Linked DNA regions of Mus musculus: regions 1, 2, 3 and 4 are each linked to region 5. The links are chromatin contacts, called in public HiCAR-type and promoter capture Hi-C maps. All regions are on one chromosome and are shown on one strand. The core of a region is the stretch at or near the end of the contact, and the rest is flanking DNA. Distances in the headings are between cores, read along the strand shown. Region 1 holds the start of Car4 (carbonic anhydrase 4). Region 2 holds the start of Appbp2os (amyloid beta precursor protein (cytoplasmic tail) binding protein 2, opposite strand). Region 3 holds the start of 4930502E09Rik (RIKEN cDNA 4930502E09 gene). Region 4 holds the start of Tex14 (testis expressed gene 14). Region 5 holds the start of Med13 (mediator complex subunit 13).

Region 1 (2,700 bases), core at 72-2,571, 1.4 Mb before region 5:
GGAGCAGGCCAGACTCAAGAAGGGAGGAAGCTCCTTTGCTTGGATTGTTCTGATGGAGTCGTTCCCCTACAGAGGTTCAAAGGCTGGTGCTGGGGCAGGGAGAGGGTGATGTGAAGAGAATTTGGCAACGGATAGGGAAGTAGCTGGACCAGAAAAATAGGGCTTCCTGTTGATGGAGGAGTCCAGGTGTACTGCTATTCCTTGTTCATCTCCCCAGACTTGTCCTAGAAACTCCCCAGGGATGCGCAGACTCCCCATCTGTGAGATGTAAGGGACCTCCACAGAGAGTAACAAGTAGTGCTTGCCTGGAAGTGAGGCCAGATCCATTTCCCAGATATGGGAGACCGTTTACTCTTTGCTGAGGACTCTTCCTGTCTGATGGGAGAATTAGGGATATATCCAGATCCTTAGTTTTTTTTCTCTTCCCCAACTGTCATCTACTGTCATCAGATCTCAAAAGCACCAGTCCTTTCCCCTATGACATCGTGGGCTTTTCTAGTAAACCAATTTTCTACTGTGTCTCCGTGCCCCCTCCTCACTTTCCCATCCCCTTAATTCCATACCCTTTCCAGCCCCCCGACTCTCCACTCCACCCCATCTTCTTGGCTTAGCACAAGACCCACCAGTAACCACGTTTTAGGGAGCTTAGTTCTAGGTAGGAAGACGGGTCTTGGTTTCTTTAAAATTGAGTTTGGATGTAACTCAGTGGTAGAGTGCTTGCCTAGTATGAGAAATAGGGAACGAAAAGGAGTGGGGGTGGGGAGGAGGAGGAGGAGGATCTTCGTCGTCGTCATCATAACCATCATCTCCAGTCCCGAGAAAGAAAACGCAAAACAAAATCAAGTTTGGAATAGCCAGGAAGGAAAAAGATGAGACTGGAGCGTCAGCTACCGCTTCCTCAAAGAGCCTCTCACCGGGCATCTCTTCAACAAACAGCATTGCAAAGCTTTCAACCGTCTCGATTCTCCGTCTCCCTGAGACCATTTGGCTCCATCTTGCCCCAAATCAAGTTTATTACAAGGACACACTAGGAGACCCTGAACAGTTGGTGGCAGCATGATGGAAGTTACGAGTCTGGGAAGATACCCCGTGGGTCAGGTACCTGAGGATAGCTCATCTTTCTTCCGGAATCAGTTAACAGGAGTAGGATGGGGGCAAGGTGGGGATACTCCGCTTCTAAGCCCTGAAGATGCGGAGTGGGTGAGGGGTCTTTTCGCCATGGGCGAAGGTAGCAAGGTAGCAAGGTAGGCGGGGAGATGATTCTTTCCGATCTGAGACTGGACAAGGCGAAGAGAGGCTCCGCCAGGAGGAGGAGCCGACTCCCACGTCTAGCCGTCCGGGCTCCCTTAGGTCGTGGCTCTGCTATAAAGCCTCCACCAGCATGATCGCGACGCCTAGGGTGGCTTCATTGGTGATTGACCCTAGGCTGGGCAGCGTCTTTCCCCTCAAGCACCATGCAGCTCCTTCTTGCTCTGCTGGCGCTGGCATACGTGGCCCCCTCTACTGAAGGTATCCTCGGGTGACCCTCTGCGCCCCCAGGACCCGGTACCCTTGCTAGCGCGCTCCGGCTGCGCGTTGTTCGTGCAGGGAACCGTGAGGCTGCAGCGGACCTGGTTGTGTGAGCGGGGGCGCCTACACGTGTCCGCGGGAGGCTGCGGGAGAGGGGGATGTGTGCTCGCATGTGTGTGGCCGCGGGGTGTCCGCGTGTTGGACGCTCGTGTGATCTGTGGTGAGGATGCTTCTCTGACCCGCCTGGATCCACGGTCCTTTTCGCACCTTGGTTCTCCTGGGTTTGCCCGTGGGTGGCGAGTGGCCGACTGTCCTGCAGAGACTCTGAACCGGTAACTGTTGCCCACCCAGAACAAGCGCAGCAGGTTGGATGTATTGGGGTCCCGGTGTTCCCTTCTTCTGACTCTAGGGTCCTGCCCTCTGAGCTTCAAGCTCCCTTCTCCCCTTCCCCCAGTGCTGGATTGGGAGCCTGGCGGGGGGCATCCTAAGACCCAAGTCCCTGGCCAAGCCGGTCTTTCCAGACAAGGTGATTTTCGTTTAAAGATTAATGGTGAGACCGAGCTCTTAATTATTCTTCTAGGTGGGAGGTGGAGGTAGAGGCGTGTTAATATTTGATAAGGAGCTAAAGGCGATTCTAGCGGTTGGCACCTTCTCCAATACCCCATAGCTCTTCACGAAGACTTCATCTCTTAGTCCGCAGGGAAGCTTTCCCGTCCAACGGGCCAGAACTCCCTTCCAGAGTTGGGTGCTCTGCCCTGGAATGGATAGTGGGGCGTACGGTGGGGACGTGAGGGGTCTCTCAGACCAGAAGGAGAGAGAGTATTCCCCGTTGCAGGACTTAGTTTGGAGGATGTAAGGCATCTTGCAACAACTCCTTCTTAGTGGAGGGAAAAGAGCAACTAATATAATGTTAAAGGGCGGAGTGTGTGTGTGTGTGTGTGTGTGTGTGTGTGTGTCTAGGGGTTGGGCACTTAAAACGACTTAGTAAAAAGGAAAATGTTTTTAAATTAACCAGTGCCTTGTAGCTGTTCACGTTGGTTAAGACGTATAAAGTATTCTGTCGTTTACAAACCGGGTTTAGTAGTTGTGTTCCTGGGTGCTGTTTTAAGGATAAAGAGTATAAGAGTTTAGGCAGTGTCCTTGGGCTCTGGGCAGAAAGCACTCTACAAGAAGGTCATGAGACCTGGCCAG
Region 2 (2,700 bases), core at 99-2,598, 1.1 Mb before region 5:
TGGGGGAGAGGAAAAGGGAGGCTCCGAGTCCATAAAGTTCTCCTCCCTCTCAGAACACTGCAAAAATTGTCCACGTCTATGAACACTTACCCTTGAAACTCCTTGGAGAGCAACTTGGGACTTTCTGTGCAGATTTTTGAGAGGGAGCGACGCAAGAATGCTGCAAAATCGCACTTTTCATACACATTGGTATAATTCAGATTTCTACTTCTTGCTTTCAGGGAATTTCACTGCGTCCTTTCTAAAGATCCAGTCTATTACTAATCTATTAGTAAAATTCCCAATTTAACCCAAAGTGTAAACCGAAAAACCAAAACAAACCTAGAAACCACACAAAAAAGCTTTCAAGGATATGCAAATGAAGCCCACAGACCATTTTCATTAAGCCCTAACTAAATCATTTCGGATTGAAAGAAAGGAAAGGGACGAAACTCGGATTAGAGAAGGGAGGGGAAAAAAAAAAGAAAAAGAAAGAAAGCAGTTACTCGGGTAAAGAGGATCGACGAGATGACAAAGTAGGGAGAATTAGGGGTGGAGCGGAACAAAAAAGTCCAGCTGATACAAACACTAGAGAAGACAGAAAATACCCCAGCGACTAGAGGACCGGGTGGGACTCGGCTGGGTCAGGCATTCCCGCAGGCCTACCCTGGGGCCCCTAAGGGGATGGCGGATAGCTCTCACACAAGAACCCCCCCGGGCCGCACAGACCGGGAGGCAGACGCGGGGGTGGCGGCGTATCGGAAAGCGGCCACCGCAGCCGACGCTACCTCGAGAGCTACAGGCCGGGCCGTGGACGTGGAAGGGGGTGCGGCCCAGGAGCAGCGGCGGGGTCCGATAGAACAGATCGCCTGTACCTTGTAGTAAACGTCGAACTGGATATTCTCCGGCAAGGAGCGGATGTCGCGGCGCGAGCGGATGTAGTTGTCCACGACAGCGGAGATGGCGGTGTTGTAGAGCGTCTCCGGGATCCACTCGAGCTCCACGGCCGCCATCTTCCCTCGCTCCTCCTCCGCCTCCTCCCGCAGGCCTCCGCCTCCCTCCGTAGCGAACCCGTGTGAGGCTCCGGAGGCTTCCGAGGGGCGGCGACCACGCGGGCGAGCGGGCGTGCGCGCGCCTCTCGGACCCGGCTGCCGGGCCTCTGCGTGCGCGCGCGGCCTGAGGGCAGATGGTGCTGGCGGTAGCGGCGGTAGCGGCGGCCACGGAAGATCCGGACGAACGCAGACCACGACCGTACCGAGAGCCTCACATTCCCAACAGGAGAGCGAGCCCAGTTCCGTCCAGGCTCTCAGCTCTGCATGGGCGGGGCTGCGTGTGTGCGTCATGACGTCAACGCGCGACGCGCCGACGCGCCCGGGAAGGAATGCGGCAGGCGGAAAACTTGCGGAGAAAGAGCGCGGAGCGTCTGAGGGGCGCTGGGTGCTTGTTCCTAAAGGACGAGACACCGGGGAAGCTGGGCGGTAGTTGGAGTGGTGTTTTATCCAGCGTGCTGTGGCTCTCCAACACAGTCTCGTTTCAGTGAGTTTTTCGACGACAGCCCTCTTCAACTTTAAGAATTGATCTTTTAGATCAACGAACTTTAGGACTGATCTTTTTTTCACAAAAGTGCACAGCACGGACGGGGCATGGTGGTGCACTTGGAATGGATCGCTTGGGAGGCAGAGGCAGGGGTATCTCCTGAGGTCAAGGTCTATGGAGTGAGACCCTGTCTCAAACAAAGAAAATCTATATTGAGGGATGTGGTGGCCCATCACTTTTATCCCAGCACTGCAGAGACAGAGGCAGGTGGATTTCTGTGAGCTCCAGGCCAGCCTGGTCTACAGTGTGAGTTCCAGGCCTGTCCCTCTTGCTCTGGCCCTGTTGTCTCCTGCTCTACTCGCTCAGCCCTAGCTCATAGATTCTTTTTCATTGGGGATGGTTGTGAGCCACCATGTAGTTGCTGGGATTTGAACTCATGACCTCCGGAAGAGCAGTCGGTGCTCTTAATCAACTGAGCCATCTCACCAGCCCCTATCCAATTTTATTTTATTTTAAATTTTGGTTTTTCGAGACAGGGTTTCTCTGTATAGCCCTGGCTGTCTTGGAACTCACTTTGTAGACCAGGCTGGCCTCGAACTCAGAAATCTGCCTACCTCTGCCTCCCGAGTGCTGGGACAATTTTCTTTTTTCTTTTTTTTTAAAAGAAGAAAAATTTGTTTAACATGCCCTGGCTCTCCTAGAACTTTATCTGTAGACCAGGCTAGCCTCAAGTCACAGAGATCTTGCTGCCTCTGCCTCGCTAGTGCTGGGATCAAAGGTAGTTGCCAGCATTTTTTTACTGAGCAATCATTCAAGCCCCGTTTCCCCATTTTTGCATTGAAAAAAAAAAGAATCTATTAAATGTTTTGGCTTGCCTACCAAATTCTTCTAGTAGTCTGAGAATGCATGTCAAACAAATGGAGAAATGCACTTTAAATCCAGTGAAACTGATTAACCATACACACATTTAAACTTCTTCAGTCCTGTGATTTCTTAGGCTATAATTGACAAACCTGGGAAAGCTGTAGTCAGCCTCAAAATAGGGTTGACAGATTTATCAAGTTTAAAAAAAAAACATAGAAACCTCTAAAACACCCTTTGATTGATTGATTGATGATTGATTTTGAGTCAGGGTCCTACTTATGGGCATGGCTGGCCTGGAACAATAACTTGTTAGCTTTGGAT
Region 3 (2,700 bases), core at 4-2,503, 1.5 Mb before region 5:
CATAACTCCAGGAACCCCCAAAAGAATGTTAAGAGAAAAACTAGGGAGTTCTGGATCCGTAACATTTTATTTTCTCAAGACTTACAGGTTTAATGCCCTATTTCACCTACTCAGTCCCACCTAGGAAAATGAATCAGAAAAGAGAGAGAGAGAGAGAGAGAGAGAGAGAGAGAGAGAGAGAGAGAGAGAGAGAAAGAGATCTACAAGTAAATATTCCATTCACTCTTTAGGCTCATGGCATGTGAGTTGAGCTCAGATTTGAATTAAAAGGAGAGCTAGCTTCCACCCTAACCTCACCCTCAGTCATGGGTCAAACACTAGCTTCTTGTTCATTGGTTGGCCAGCACTTTACTCGGTGTGGCTTGGGTGAGGTTTGGGGACAAGATGAAACTAACCTAGTCACTTAGACTAGCCAGTTTTTTTTTTTTTTTCTTTTCTTTTTTTCCCCCTTCTCCCTGGCTGCCTAGCTAGCCCTTGACCTCTGGCTTCCTCTTTCACCTGCCAGTATAGGGGGCACAAGATGGCAGGGGTAAGGGAAGAGAATACCAGGGGTCAGGATTTGGTACTCTGCTGCGACACGAACTATCAGGAGTGAATGGCTCTTATAAAAATAGAACTTAGAGAGAACTTAGGTCCTCTCGCTACTAAACAGCACTCCTGCTCTCAAGGCCGTTGCAAATGGCCCTAGGGTAGTAGGCTCAAAAAGAGCAGGGTCTCTGGCTCCGGCCACGGCAACTCTCCCTCCCCTCACTCAAAGCCCTGCCCCATGGAAACGACGTACTCCCCCCTCCCCCAAGAGCGTCCCCGCTGCCTGGCGGAGCCTTACCTCGATGTTGCCAACGGTGCGGGCACAACCCACAACCTTCAGTCCCTGCTGGACTAATGCCCGGGCCACGGCCGCACCGATGCCCCCCGAGGCTCCCGTCACCAGTGCCAGCCGGTCGCGCCACCGCTCCATGCCAGCTCTAGTCATGGTCCCGAGCCGTCTGCCCACCTCGTTCGGCGAACCAGGCACTGGGAGCGGGGAGCTTAGTCTGGGGTTACTGAAGATCGGTGGCTCCCTGGTCACTGCAGTGGGGGACGCCGGCAACTTGGAGTTGCGCCTAGACCCACCCACTATTGGCCCGGCCTCCGGCCCGGGCTCCGCCCTCGGGACCTCCGCATTGGGCCACATGGCGTCCGAGTGGCCACCTTTTCCGGACACGCCCACGCCCGCGCACGAGCCCGTCCTTCCCGCGACAGGCGGAAACCGCACAGCCTTGAGGATAGGGGCCCACCGCGGAAGTGGGGCCTGACAGCCGGTGGAGTTGCTTTTACCGTGAGCGCTTCCCTTTGCGGTGGAGAGCCTCCATCTGCGAGGAAGAGGACGCACGCTCGCACGCACTCAAGGCCTCCTTTGCTCAATCAGCCCTACTTCCAAAGGCCTGAGGACAGGATGGGGGATCTAAAGGTTACTCCAGTGCCCTCCCAAACCACTGGTGACTGACAGTAAGGATTCAATCCAAAAAGCTTAAGGGCCTCTGCCATCAAGGCCAGTTGACCTGAGGAAGGGTTATTGTTCACTGTACCTGATCCTTTGGCTTCACTGGCCAAGTAAATGGTTAAAATACCCAAGTACTCTACACCTAAATGGCACCACGTCTTCAACCGTCCTTGACATCAACCACTCCCAGTCCTACAACGGCGCAAATGTTACACGATGTACATCAATAGTCACCCGCAGAAGCTGACAACTTGAATATCACGTGGTAGCCATAACTTTAAACAGCATGCATAATATACCCTTATAAGATTTTTGAGCCGGGCGTGGTGGCTCATGCCTTTAATCCCAGCACTCGGGAGGCAGAGGCAGGTGGATTTCTCAGTTTGAGGCCAGCCTGGTCTACAGAGTGAGTTCCAGGACAGCCAGGGCTATACAGGGAAACCCTGTCTCGAAAAAAACAACAAAAACAATATTTTTGTTTTTCTTTTGTGCAGGAGCCAACAGAGCTCTACCACAAGGCATGGTGGCACAAGCCGGTAAGGGGACATAAGAGACAGGTCCACGAGTTCAAGGCCATCCTTTAGTAGAGAGTGAATTCCAGGCCAACTGAAACATGAGCCCCTTTCTCAAACACAGTAAGTATACTGGCACATTAAGTGTGAAAAACAACAAAACAAAACAAAACAAAACAAAACAAACAAAAAAAAGAGAAGTGTGATGAAGGCTAGAGAGATGGCTCAGCAGTTAAGAGCACTAGCTGCTCTTCCAGAGGTCCCGAGTTCAATTCCCAGCAAGCACATGGTGGTGGCTCACAACTATCGAAAAAGGTCCGATGCCCTCTTCTGGTGTGTCTGAAGACACCAACAGTGTACCCATACATGCCTGATAATGCCAGCTGGTGGTACATGCCTTTGATTCAGCACTCAGCAGGCAGATCTCTTGAGTTTGTTGCCAGCCTGGTGTACAGTGAGTTCCAGGTCAACCCGGGCTACAGAGAAACCCTGTCTCAAACAAAACAAAACAACAACAACAAAAAATAAAAATAAAAAACCAACAAACTGTTTGATGTCTACCTTCTTCAGATAGCCATCCTTTATGATTTCTGGACATGGATAAGAAGCTCAAAGACCAGGCGCGTGCGTGCCTACCACAGTCACACAACCCATGCTGATGCAGTCCTAGGAGGCTGAGGCAGAATTGTAAACTTGAGGTTAGTG
Region 4 (2,700 bases), core at 78-2,577, 1.0 Mb after region 5:
AAAGGCGTGCGCCACCACTGCCCGGTTGTGATTCCCACTTATCTGTAACCTAAAGAACTCTGAGAAAAGTCGGGGGCCAGGGCGGGGGGGGGGGGGAGGCAGTATTCCTGTGAATCACGAACGTCTTTCTAGAGCTTTCTCCTGGTCTAAGGGAATGTTCTATTGCTTTTCTCACTGAAATATCTCTAGTCCTTCTCTAATCCTTTATTTTTCAACTTCAATTCCCCCCCCCCGCCCCCCAGGATCTTTGACCAAGGAGAATTACATGGCTTGTGATTGTTTCCCAACCCAGTTTATCATGAAACCTCAAGATGAGAAGTCGGTTCTTTCATCTACAGATTGGACACCCTGGTCCAAGAGGAGCCTTCCTTAAACCATTAAGTGAGGCACTCCTCAAAGCATCCAGCGAGCACGGAGAAAGCAATCAGTAAACGTTGCTCCACACAGTTCCAAGCTCAAGAGAATTTCAGCGGTGTCAAAAGATCGGCTTGGCGGAGGCGGCGGAACGAAGACGGAGGCGGCGCCAAGCGGCCGCGGTGCATCAGCTGGCAGCTGGGAGTCGTTACCTTTGCTGAGCTCGGAGGGCTTCACCTCTAGGACGTCCTCCGCCGTCTGAAACCCCGCAGCCACCAGCTTCCCGCGCACCGCTGGAGACAGCGGATAACCCACCAACTCCCGCTGCATTTTTTTTTTTTTTTTTTTTTTTTTTGAGAGCTCGGCGGCTACGCACGCAGTGACGTAGAGCAAGAGGCGCGAAAGCGCTGGAAACCCAAACCCCGCCCTCCCGCGGGGGAGGGTCAGTGGCGTGACGTCACACGCGCGGCGTAAGGGGCGGGGCTCGCGCGGCCTAGACTCACGAGGCCTTGCTGCTGCTGAGGAAATCCCACACACTGGTTTCATGTAAGGTTGTCTTCTAGTTTCACTCGTCCGAGTCACGTTTCGGATATAGCCTGACAGTGAACACAAAAACAAAAAAAGAGGCCGGAGACGCGGAGACGGTAGCCAGGCCAAGTGAACCCTGTACAGCATATTTCCTCACCATGCTCTGCCCTCTTTCACGGGTTCCTCAAGAATCCATCCTCCTGGATGGAAGTTGTAGTAGACGCAGCAACCAGAAACTGACCAGTTGGCAGTTTCCTGCTGTGAAAAATTCAAAAAACCCTTGTAGGAGGTCTGTTGTGTGTCCCCTGACCCTTGCCAGGCGACCCCTTGCTTTTCCCGCCCTCGCGGGGGATTGTGGGCCAGCCTCCCACTTTGGGGGGCTGCGGTAGGGAGTGGTTGGCGCCCACGCGCGCGTCCACGCACTCGCCCGCTCACGCACGCACGCACAGCTTCCGGTGGGTGACCCCGGGACTCCGGAGCTCCCTCAGAGTGTGGCGGTTTCTGAGCATTCATGTCGGCAGGCCTGCCTAGAGTAAGAAGTAGCTGGAAAAGTAAGCTATCGTGTCCTTGTCGTCTCGTGGTCTAGCCTGGGCCTCTGGTGTCCCGAGGGAGGAGCTGGACCTCTTTAGTAGAGTTGACCGGGGATGTTGACGGAGCGGGAGTGACTGCTTCCACATCAGAACTTTTGGGGAGATTGGCAGTTTGGAAGGTGGCTTTAAAGGCCCAAGAAATACGGAAGATGATATAAAAAAAAAGTGTGTCGTGCCGGGCAGTGGTGGCAGCACGCCTTTAATCCCAGCAGTCGGGAGGCAGAGGCAGGCGGATTTCTGAGTTCGAGGACAGCATGGTCTACAGAGTGAGTTTCAGGACAGCCAGAGCTACAAAACAAAACCAAAAAAAGTGTGTCATACCTACCTCACATTTCAAAAAAAAAAAAAAATCTAGCATTTTTTTTGAAGACAGCATCTAAACTTTCTAAATTATGGGATATAGGAATACGCGACTCTCCCTGCTTTTGCACTACTTATTGACAACAACTTCTTCTTTCTTTTTTTCTTTTCTTTTTGGTTTTTCGATACAGGGTTTCTCTATGTAGCCCTGGCTGTCCTGAAACTCACTCTGTAGATCAGGCTGGCCTCGAACTCAGAAATCTGCCTGCCTCTGCCTCTTGAGTGCTGGGATCAAAGGTGTGCGACACCACACCGGGTTCTTTTCTTTTCTTTTTTTAACTTGTGGGTTTTCAAGACAACCTCTTTGTGTAGGTTTCTTTCGTGGCTCTCCCAAAACTGACTCTGTAGAGCAGGCTCTCCTCGAAGTCACAGAGATTCATCTGCCTCTGCCTCCTGAGTACTGGGATTAGAAAGGCCAGCGACCTCCCCACCCCCACCCCCTACCCCCAAAAAAAGCCGGGCAGTGGTGGTGCACGCCTTTAATCCCAGCCCTTGGGAGGCAGAGGCAGGTGGATTTCTGAGTTTGAGGTCAGCCAGGGCTACACAGAGAAACCCCGTCTGGAACCCCCCACCCCCAAAACAAAAGAAAGGTCAGTGCCACCAATGCTCAGCTAAAGCAACGACTCTTTATTATTACATTTCTTTTGTGTTTGTGTGTGACACACAGGCCACATTACTAGACTGGAGGTGAGAGAAATTGGTTCTCGGCTTCCCCCATGTGGTATTGGGGACAGATGGAATTGAGGCTGTCAGGCTTGGCAACCAGGCCCTTTACCTGCTGTACTACCTTTCCCCTCCCTGCCAGTGATTCTTAGCCTGGACTTTTATTCAGGAATTGAAGCTTTAAATACTCCAAATCAGTCATTCA
Region 5 (2,700 bases), core at 127-2,626:
TACATGTGACGAGATGCTGATTAATGGACATGTCAAGAAAACCAGTCTAATCTGTAAGACGTAAGTGTGCTGAAGATCCCCATTTACCACATCGTGAAAGAGATTCAACAAAGGAAATTCAGTAATTCCTTATTCTAACTTAGTGACAGAAAGCATAAGGTGCCAAAAATGAAACTGCTGATACATGACTGGCAGTTTATGCTTGCCAACTAGTTATGCTCCACCCACTTAATTCACTTACCTATGATAGACTTAATATTTCTCAGAGCACACGAAAAATGAAAAAAGTCACTCTAACTTAGTCATTCAGGAAGCTCGGCTATCGTTTAATTCAGGACTAGATATTTGCAACAGTTGGTACTTTTGACAAAAGTCTTAACTCTTGAGTGTTATCCGATTTGGGCCGACCTACATACACGTACTAGAACATCCCTAATTCCAGCTGCCCCAGACTTTTCAGTTCAATAAAAGGAACAGCCAGCTCAAAACATTCTTAAAACGTAAGCAAAACAGACAAATATAGAACGTTTAGTGCGAAACCACAGTACCTCCTCCACTTGCCCCTCCACTCTCACAAAAACATAATGTTCTAATAAAAGCAAGATGGCTAGAAATTGTCAAAATGGCAAAATGTTTTCAAAGTTTAAAAAGAAAACATATGAACCGGCACACACTGTTTTTACACAAAGATCTGAAGTCACCCATAAGGACACTACCCCTGTATTAGTTTAACTTACAAAACGAAGAGGGTTTTAATACGTAAGTTTTTGGGGGGGTCCTGTTTAAGAGAAGCCCACTTACAAGGGAAAAGCGAGCTTAAAGGCAGTCGAGCAGGGGCAATCGTGGAAAGTGTGGAAAAGGGATACACTGTTCGATACAAGGGGCGGGGGGCGGGGAGGCGGGGAAGCAAGAAGCACACAAGAAAATATTACTATCCGGGCAGATAAGCAGCCCAAGTTAAGGAAAAGACTAGGATGGGGAAAAGAGTCCAAAACAAGACAGGAGGAGGAGAAAGACCGAGGGGGTGGGGGGAAAGACAAGCCTCTTCCCAGCAGAGCCCCGGTCGGTAGGTGAGCGGACGCTGCCTCCCGGGGCGGCCGCAGAGCCTCGGAGGAGGCCGACTCCGGCGGGGCCTAGCCGGGGGACACCGGCATCTGGATGCGACCCAGACCCCCTCCCCCACGGCCCAAGGGCGCACGGCGCGGCCCCCTCCCCCACCGCCCGCGGCCCCCGCACTCACCAGGCAGAAGAGGTTACAGTGACAATCTTCCAGGCTGGCCCCGTTCGACACGAAGGAGGAACTCATCGTCCCTCACAGCAGCCGCCGCCGGCGCCACAACCCACCATCCGCCATTACCGCCGCCTCCGACCAGAGAGAGAAACACAGACACCGGGGAGGGCGGGGGGCGGTGGGGAGGAGGCCGCCGGGCCGCCCGCCCTCCCCGCCGCCCCCCGGCGCCGCCGCGGCCCCCGCCGCCCGGAGGCACCCAGCCGCCCGGGGCCGAGGCCGCAGGCGGGAGGGCCGCGCCGCGCTCGGCCGGCCGCCGGGACTGCGGAGCCCGCGGACGCGCGTCCCTCTCCGGAGAGGAGGGGAAGGGATGTCTGTCCCTTCCACCAGAAAAATAAAAAAAGATTTAAAAGAAGAAAAGAGAAAAAAAAACGAAAAACAAAAAAATAATAATAACAATCAGGTACACGATAAATAGTCAGAGCCCGAGTCCGAGCGGGCCGAGCCCAGAAGCCCGGGAGGGTTCTCCGCGGCCCGGGGACGCCCGCGGAGGGGCGGGAAGGGCGAGGACCGGCAGAGCACCCCGGGCCCCCGGCCCGGCAGCGGCGATGTCCTTAAGCCCAGAGTCTCCTCAGCGGCGGAGGTGGTGGCGGCGTCTGTGGGCTCAGTCCATTCTCCGGCTGTGTCCTCGTGTTGTCCCTGGGCCAAGCCTGCCTAACGTCTGCTCTCCTGCCGCCTCACCGCCTGGACGCCGTAGTCTCCCCCATTTTGTGGGCCCAGCGGGCGGTGTTTTTCCCCCTTTAATCCGAATTCACGGGTTTTCCCTTCGCTTTAATGGCGGCCACAGGGACCAGCTCGCCCTCTCTGCTCGCCCATTGGCCGCCGCGAGGTCACGTGGGCCGGGCTCCGTAGGGAGGGGGGAGAGAGAAGGCGGTGAGGGAGGGCAGGGAAGCTTTCGGAGCCCCGGGGACCGGGCGGCCAGCTGGTGGCTACTAACATGGCGCCATCTGCTGGATGCCCCGGTTAAGATGACCCGAGTCTTGGCCCTAGCTTTCTGCTGGCTGGGGAAAGTGCAGCAGCGCAGGAAGGTTCACTTCAAAATCGAGAATTACTTGGAAATCAGTTCAAATTCTTTGGAAGAGAAAGTTGGCAAAAAAAAAAAAAAAAGAGAGAGAGAGAGAGAAAAAGAAAAAAGAAAAGAAAAAGAAAGACGTTCCAATGCATTCTCATTCACTCCATAAGGCCGCCGGGGTACATCGCAGAACTCTAGGGCTAAAGAATGAGAGCTGGATAGACACCAGCCTCGCCCTCTCTTTTTAAGTTATAATAAAGAGGTAAAAAAAATGAAACGATATGGTCTTGTGGTTAATGAACTAGAAATAAAGTCCTGCTGTTCAGGATTCGAAGCTGGAGCCAGTCTTTTACCTCTTTGTGACTCAGTTTCCTCATCTGTAAAATGAGGAAAACAAATG

The links. Promoter capture Hi-C pulls out the DNA fragments that hold promoters and counts their contacts. HiCAR-type assays count read pairs that join an accessible place to other places. Capture Hi-C pulls out chosen DNA fragments and counts their contacts.
Region 1: a promoter capture Hi-C map of hippocampal neurons shows a contact between it and region 5, with 3 times the contacts expected there. The contact joins the promoter of Car4 here to the promoter of Med13 in region 5. A contact is called at or near these places in 2 of 39 promoter capture datasets (hippocampal neurons and liver) and 1 of 115 datasets of contacts at active chromatin or transcription factors (astrocytes).
Region 2: a contact with region 5 is called in a promoter capture Hi-C map of adipose tissue, with 4 times the contacts expected there. The contact joins the promoter of Appbp2os here to the promoter of Med13 in region 5. A contact is called at or near these places in 5 of 39 promoter capture datasets (the C10 cell line, hippocampal neurons, liver and 1 more), 3 of 115 datasets of contacts at active chromatin or transcription factors (astrocytes and embryonic stem cells) and 1 of 9 other capture datasets (adipose tissue).
Region 3: a contact with region 5 is called in a HiCAR-type map of astrocytes, with 4 times the contacts expected there. The contact joins the promoter of 4930502E09Rik here to the promoter of Med13 in region 5. A contact is called at or near these places in 1 of 39 promoter capture datasets (hippocampal neurons) and 1 of 115 datasets of contacts at active chromatin or transcription factors (astrocytes).
Region 4: a promoter capture Hi-C map of pre-B cells shows a contact between it and region 5, with 3 times the contacts expected there. The contact joins the promoter of Tex14 here to the promoter of Med13 in region 5. A contact is called at or near these places in 1 of 39 promoter capture datasets (pre-B cells) and 1 of 115 datasets of contacts at active chromatin or transcription factors (pancreatic cancer cells).

Annotation. Positions count from the first base shown.
Region 1 is chr11:84,956,433-84,959,132 of GRCm38.p6, forward strand. It overlaps Car4 (carbonic anhydrase 4), which reads left to right and starts at 1,322. Exons shown (of 8, transcript NM_007607.2): 1 at 1,322-1,509. The coding sequence starts at 1,455.
Region 2 is chr11:85,233,818-85,236,517 of GRCm38.p6, forward strand. Appbp2os (amyloid beta precursor protein (cytoplasmic tail) binding protein 2, opposite strand) reads left to right here and starts at 1,349. Exons shown (of 4, transcript NR_028329.1): 1 at 1,349-1,515. Appbp2 (amyloid beta precursor protein (cytoplasmic tail) binding protein 2) reads right to left here and starts at 1,303. Exons shown (of 13, transcript NM_025825.3): 1 at 855-1,303. The coding sequence starts at 992.
Region 3 is chr11:84,827,925-84,830,624 of GRCm38.p6, forward strand. 4930502E09Rik (RIKEN cDNA 4930502E09 gene) reads left to right here and starts at 1,254. Exons shown (of 3, transcript NR_046281.1): 1 at 1,254-1,488; 2 at 1,978-2,118; 3 at 2,566-2,700. It overlaps Dhrs11 (dehydrogenase/reductase (SDR family) member 11), which reads right to left and starts at 1,079. Exons shown (of 7, transcript NM_177564.5): 1 at 827-1,079. The coding sequence starts at 973.
Region 4 is chr11:87,403,738-87,406,437 of GRCm38.p6, forward strand. It overlaps Tex14 (testis expressed gene 14), which reads left to right and starts at 1,328. Exons shown (of 31, transcript NM_031386.2): 1 at 1,328-1,433. It overlaps Rad51c (RAD51 paralog C), which reads right to left and starts at 769. Exons shown (of 9, transcript NM_053269.4): 1 at 567-769. The coding sequence starts at 684.
Region 5 is chr11:86,356,220-86,358,919 of GRCm38.p6, forward strand. It overlaps Med13 (mediator complex subunit 13), which reads right to left and starts at 1,377. Exons shown (of 30, transcript NM_001080931.2): 1 at 1,241-1,377. The coding sequence starts at 1,306.